Linked DNA regions of Anas platyrhynchos: region 1 is linked to region 2. The links are chromatin contacts, called in public Hi-C maps. All regions are on one chromosome and are shown on one strand. Each heading gives the region's core, a stretch centred on a gene start, on an enhancer-like site or on the middle of the called end of the contact. The rest is flanking DNA. Distances are from core to core; before and after follow the strand shown. Region 1 holds the start of WDFY3 (WD repeat and FYVE domain containing 3). Region 2 overlaps WDFY3 (WD repeat and FYVE domain containing 3).

The links. Hi-C and Micro-C count contacts between places; a contact is called where the count stands out from the background.
Region 1: a Hi-C map of small yellow follicle shows a contact between it and region 2, with 2.6 times the contacts expected there. The contact joins the promoter of WDFY3 here to the enhancer-like site in region 2.

What each region holds. Positions count from the first base shown.
Region 1 is chr4:3,697,456-3,700,585 of IASCAAS_PekinDuck_T2T, forward strand. WDFY3 (WD repeat and FYVE domain containing 3) reads right to left here and starts at 1,524. Exons shown (of 67, transcript XM_038178692.2): 1 at 1,222-1,524.
Region 2 is chr4:3,611,235-3,614,252 of IASCAAS_PekinDuck_T2T, forward strand. The region is part of intron 11 of WDFY3 (WD repeat and FYVE domain containing 3); the gene reads right to left. Among named protein-coding and RNA genes, the nearest start is that of WDFY3, 86 kb to the right of the region's middle. Within about 2 kb of position 1,632, at least 4 of the 8 cell types and tissues checked have an H3K27ac peak or open chromatin away from gene starts, as enhancers often do. A contact at or near this core is called in small yellow follicle, where this site is marked.

The DNA.
Region 1 (3,130 bases), core at 274-2,773, 86 kb after region 2:
CCAGTTCATGCAAACTGTAGTCTCCGCACATAGTCAACCTCAAGGTACCACTGCTTGCATTATCTGGCACGTCACCAAAAAGTGCCACAGATGCCATCATGTTGGCTTTCTGTAGAACTAGCCTAGATTCATAGGAGGCCATGAATGCAGAAACCTCACATAGCTGTACAGCTGCTCAGGGGCAGCGTAGGTGATGAACCCTCTCCAACCACCACTTTTTGGAAACTGTCATTGGGGAGGCCTGTCACACACTTGTGATGGGCACAGGGACATGCATGGGCATGTGGTGAAACAGCTCTGGCAGAGTTAGCCAATCATTCCTACTTAATGCAGTGTGCAAAACTGACTTCTCCTAAGAGGAAACCTACCATTTTCCATGTGAAAATTAATCTTCTAGTATGCAGAAACCTTGTCAGAATCTTACAATGACAAATAACCAAAACTCAATTAATAAAAAAAAAAAAAAAAAAGCCCAGAACAAACAGAATCCTTCGAATCCTTCAGAGAATCCTTGGGAGTCACTCTCATTCACCACAACATTGCGTTTGGGCCATTCATGAAACTACAGGTCAAAAGAAACACATTTGGCTCTCTACGCTGTTTCTTATCTACACCTGCCTCTCTCTACACCGTCACCCACAACCACAGCAGGAAACCACGGCCCTAATCTTTCAAGGTGAACACCACGCGGGGACTCGGCACCCACAGCCACCAAGCAAACACCGCCAGCGACGCGGCTCTCCCCGAGGGGCGAACAAACGCCACGCTCGGGGGGCAGCCGGCCCCCCGGCCCCCCACGGCCCCCCACGGCCCCCCGGCACCCACAGCCGGCCGCTGGGGGCTGCGACTGTCGCACGGCGGGGGCGCAGGGCTCGGAGACGGCCTCCAGATCTAGAAATGAGAATAAGGCAAGGAGAAGGCCCGCCGCCCCCCGGCACAACAAAGGCCGCCGGAGCGGTCCGGCGCCGCCGCCGAGCTCCCTTCAGGGCCCCGCAGGCCGGAGACCCCCGCGGGCAGGGAACGCGGCGACAAAAATGAAGGGAAAGGGGCCGGGGGCTGGGAGCGGGGGCCGAGGCCACCTGCGCCCCGGCATCCCCAGGGAGCGGGCGGCCACCACGGCCTGCGGCCAGGCCGAAGGAGCGGGCAGGCGGCGGGGGGCCTGCGTAGGGGCCGGCGGCGGAGCAACAAAGCGGCGGGGCCCGGGCAGCGGCGGGCACTCACCGGGCGGCGGCAGGCAGGGGGCTCCGGGGGGCCCGGCCCTGCCCGCCGGGGCGGGGGGGGGGAGCGGCGGGCGGCCCCTCCTCTCCTCTCCGCAGCTGCTCTCACTCACGGAGCGGCACGGGGGGCCGCGGACCGGGCCCAGAGGGCGGCTCCCCCGCTGAGGCCCGGGCGGGCTCCGGCGGGAGGCACCGCTGCAGCGCGCTGCGGCCGGGGTCGTCGCGGCCCCATCAAGGCCGGGCCGGGCGAGGCGGGGCGGGGCGGAGGGAGCGGGGCCGCTCCCCGTGGCGGCCGGTGGCCATCTTAGTCCTCCTCCTTCTCCGCGGTACCGAGTGCCCCCTCCCCGCCAGGCTGCCAGCGCTGCCTCCTCCCTCCCGCCCTCCGCTCCTCCTCCTCCTGGCTGGCTGCGGCCGCTGCCGCTCCCGTGCTCGGGTTTGGTTTGGCCCGGCCGGCCCAGCAGAGGGGCTGGGTAATGGCGGGCGGAGGGAGCGGCGCCTCACGGGGCTGCCCACCGCACCGCCCCGGCGCTGTCCCCGCTCTCTCTGGGCTGCAGCTGTTTTTCAATGTATTTGCGGACTATTAGCTCGATTTTTAGCAGCTTCGGGGGCCCGTGGACTCAGGCGGCGAGTTACGTGCCTCCCCCTCCTCCTGGCAGACGCCCGCCGCCCCTTGTGCCCCTCTCCTCAGCGCTACCCCCGGCGCCCAGCAGCCTGAGGTACAGAGGAAAGGCGCCTGCACGTCACCTGAAGAGAAGTAAACAGGTAAACATAAGACAGAAAAAAGTCCGCTTCTATTTGGGGCTGAGGCGCTTTCCCTTAGTCCCGAGTGCCCCTGCTGTGATACACAAAGGGGAGTGTACATTTGAGCTGTGCAAGAGAGGAAATATTTTATCCATATGACTCAGATGTTTAAACATAGATGTTAATCTGTTCTTAATTAAGCCAGAAGTTTAGTTAAATCCCTAGAGCTGAAGGACTCCTTTTGCCAGCTAGACAAATTGTCCCTTTAAAGTTTAACTAGACACACCAACTACAGCGTCACCTGGGACCCGGAATCTACTCAGATTCCTCATGGGGAAAGGTAAAGGCATCCACATGTGTGACCACTTAGCATTCTGCCTTGTTTCAGTAACTCCTCACTTCCTTCAAGATGTCAGATATTAACAGCCATTCACCTCCTAGCCGTTTACTTTTTCATTTACAAAATCACAGAATCACCTGGGTTGAAAAGGACCTCAAAGATCATCTAGTTTCAAACCCCCTGCTCTGGGCAGGGTTGCCAACCACTAGAGCAGGCTGCCCAGAGCCACATCCAGCCTGGCTTTGAATGCCTCCAGGGATGGGGCATCCATCTCTCTGGGCAACCTGTTCCAGTGCCTCGCCACCCTAAGTGAAAAACTTTCTCCTAATTTCTAACCTAAATCTCCCCATCTTAGTTTAAAACCATTCCCCCTTGTCCTATCACTATCAACACATGTAAACAGGCATTCCCCCTCCTATTTATACACTCCCTTCAAGTACTGGAAGGACACAATGAGGTCTCCCCAGAGCCTTCTCCAAGCTAAACAAGCCCAGTTCCCTCAACCTTTCTTCATAGGAGAAGTGCTCCAGCCCTCTGATCATCTTAGTGGCCTCACCTTGGAGTCTTCACAGAAGGGATTAAGTAGCAACTTGGTGAATCTGGCTCCAGGGTTAAAAGCAGTAAGAAATAACATGCCAACTACCACAGACCTTTGCGGTTTATGGGTAAACAATCACAAGGAAGCAGGAAAATTGCTTCTTACCTCCACTATCATGACTTAAGTGGAACTGGGTACTCTGTTATACCTGAGGTCTGATTGAGTAAACACCATTTACCCCATCTTCCTTTTCTAACAAGTAACATAAGAAATACAATTCCACTTAACATTTTC
Region 2 (3,018 bases), core at 382-2,881:
GAATCTGTCTGGGTCTGGGGACACCTAAATTCCTCATTTGAATTTCTCTCATTAGTTACTGAATTTTCAAGAAACCTTAAGAGACACAAGAGTTTAAAGCCAGAAACTAAGCTTTGAGGCTTTGAGTATGGGATGAAACAGCACAAGGCTCAATAAAGCCTGTTTGTGTGACTGTGCATGCTGACCTAAAACCTCTGCCAACCTCTGGATACATTACCACTGTGCTCATGTCCCCATCATACTGCACTAACAACAAACACAACTTTTCTGAGTAATGGTTTCTTACCTCTTTCTCCTGTATAGCTCTATCATACTCCTGAACTTGGAGCCACTGATCAAAATGTGACTTTTGAACTCTGTGGTCCTTAGAAACAACATCTGTAGTGCCATACCACACCTCTGATGTGTTTCATGCACTTTCTTTCACTTCTCTTGGAGTTGAACTCAGTACTGAGAAGTAGCAAAGAGGAACTGATGTTTGCTTCCAACTTCCCTGGTGAGGTCAGGATTGCTGCTTAACAGCAAAGAGAGACCTGCCACTTATGAATTACAAGGCAGTTTCGGTCCTTCAAAGATGTTATCACATATTTACACCACTTCCTCTCATTCATCTTTAGAAATTAAACAATCCTGGTTTTTTGTTGTTTTAAACTCTCCTTATGTAGAAGCTCCCATATGTAACCTTCCCTTCGCATCACTCCTTTCTGATTGTTTTCCGATTCTGCCTTTTCTGTCATGGGAAAATCAAGGCTGAGCAATAAATGCAGAAGTGTATAATGGATTCACATGATTCACCTGTCATCTATGCTAATTTCTCTCTGGAACCTTATTATTTCAGCCTAATTAGCCCGTTTCTTCAATCACCATTGAAAAGAGTTATAAACTAAATCAACAGTATTGTGGTTTTTTCCTCCCACTTGACAGGATAACTAGCTCAGTGGGTAAAAGGAAAGCAGCCTATGCAATGTATCTCAGCTTTAGGAATGCTTCTGGTAGTGTTATCCACAGCATTCTTACAAACAACCCAACAAAATAGCCTAAATGCAACCATGACAGACTAAATGCATAACTAATTGAAACATCAGCTCAGAGTTCACAGAATCACAGAATTTCTCGATTGGAAGAGACCTCTAGATCATTGAGTCCAACATCTGACCTAACGCTAACAGTCCCCACTAAACCATATCCCTAAGCTCTACATCTAAACGTCTTTTAAAGACTTCCAGGGATGGTGACTCCACCACCTCCCTGGGCAGCCTGTTCCAATGTCTAACAACCCTTTCGGTAAAGAAGTTCTTCCTAACATCTAACCTAAAACTCCCCTGGCGCAACTTTAGCCCATTCCCCCTCGTCCTGTCACCAGGCACGTGGGAGAACAGGCCAACCCCCACCTCGCTACAGCCTCCTTTAAGGTTATCTGTAGAGAGCAATAAGGTCGCCCCTGAGCCTCCTTTTCTCCAGGCTGAACAAGCCCAGCTCCCTCAGCTGCTCCTCATAGGACTTGTTCTCCTTGTTATGCCTGCTTCTCTGCTATGCCTTTCTGATTTGACAAAGGACAAACCACTGGGGGTTATCTTGAGTGTTGTGAAAAATGCCTTTGCTGACATATTAAAGAGCATACTTATCAAGTGTGTGGACAAAGCCAAGCTTGCAGACGTAAATGTTTGGTGTACAGAATGCCAAAGCCATCTCTAAAAGTGACCTCAAACAACAAGCTTGGCAGAACTTGAAAACAAGTGCAGCAGTGTAATGGCTTAGACAACACTGGAGGTTTCAGAGGATTGCAAACATATTACAAGACAATTAAGTCTAAATATTGCACAGGAAGAAAAATGCAAATTAATACCACAGGATATTAAGAAGGATGCATATTGCACCTGAGACATAGCAAGAGAATATAAATCATCCAACCTACGTGTGACCATTTTAAATATATTAATGATCTGCTGCTGCCCTCCAAGAGCATCAACAATAGGATAGATGACAAAGATTTCAGCTTAACTCAAAACAGAGAATGCATTGTCTGTGAGGAAGAACATCGACAAGTGATAAATCACTAGGACCATTGAGGTAGGAACACTGTATAAAAACCTTCTGGGTAGGTTTTTCAATAGATACTCCGAAGATCTGCTCAGAATGACCTACACGCAGATGGTCAGCCTCTGCACAGAGCTAGACGATATGAATTCATGCCTTTCCAAAAGCAATATTGCTAATTTTGTTACACTTGGATAACTCATTCAAAATATACCCAGACAGGATTTTCACTCCTCCAGAGTACACTAACATGCAGTTATTGTTCTACTCTGAATCTCAACCACTAACCATATCGGACATGTTGTCACTCAGTTCCTGGACTGCAGCAGACAGAGGAAATGTTTTTCACTTGCTTGCACTGATAACAGTCACTCTCATCCTACCCTAGCAAGATTTCAACTCCTCTGAAGGATTTGAATAATGAGACAGAATTAAGGTATGCAAGCATTTTTACCCATGAAACAAAAAACTATTATCTGCTGGAATTGCACTAGTCAAAAGCTAGAAGAATTAGCTTTTCAATGCACATGTACTCTCCCATAAAACAGGAAAATTATAAATAAAGATGGGAGGAGAAAAACTGAAAACCTTTTTTTTTCTCCTGTAGGTCACAAATAACAGCTGCTATATTCTGATACAAACTCTAGATTAGCTTGCCAGAGATATAAACAAATCATGGATGGTTTCCTCAGTAAAGTCATTGTACGTTTTAGCATGTTATTTTGTACAGAAGCATATTTTAACTTTTAACTTGATTTCTTGTTTCATTGCTGGAGAAAGACCATAGGATTCAGATTAACACAGATATCTTTTCACACTTCCCTAAAAAAGGAGAGGAAGAGACAAAGCCAATTCTCCCTTGCTTTTTCTGAAAACACAAGACTCTTCCCTAGCACTTCCTTCTTAATCTGGAGCAAAGCCCTCAACTGGTCTATTAGAGCTGCAGAATCCTTCAGCAACCTTAGACTTAATAGCAAGAGA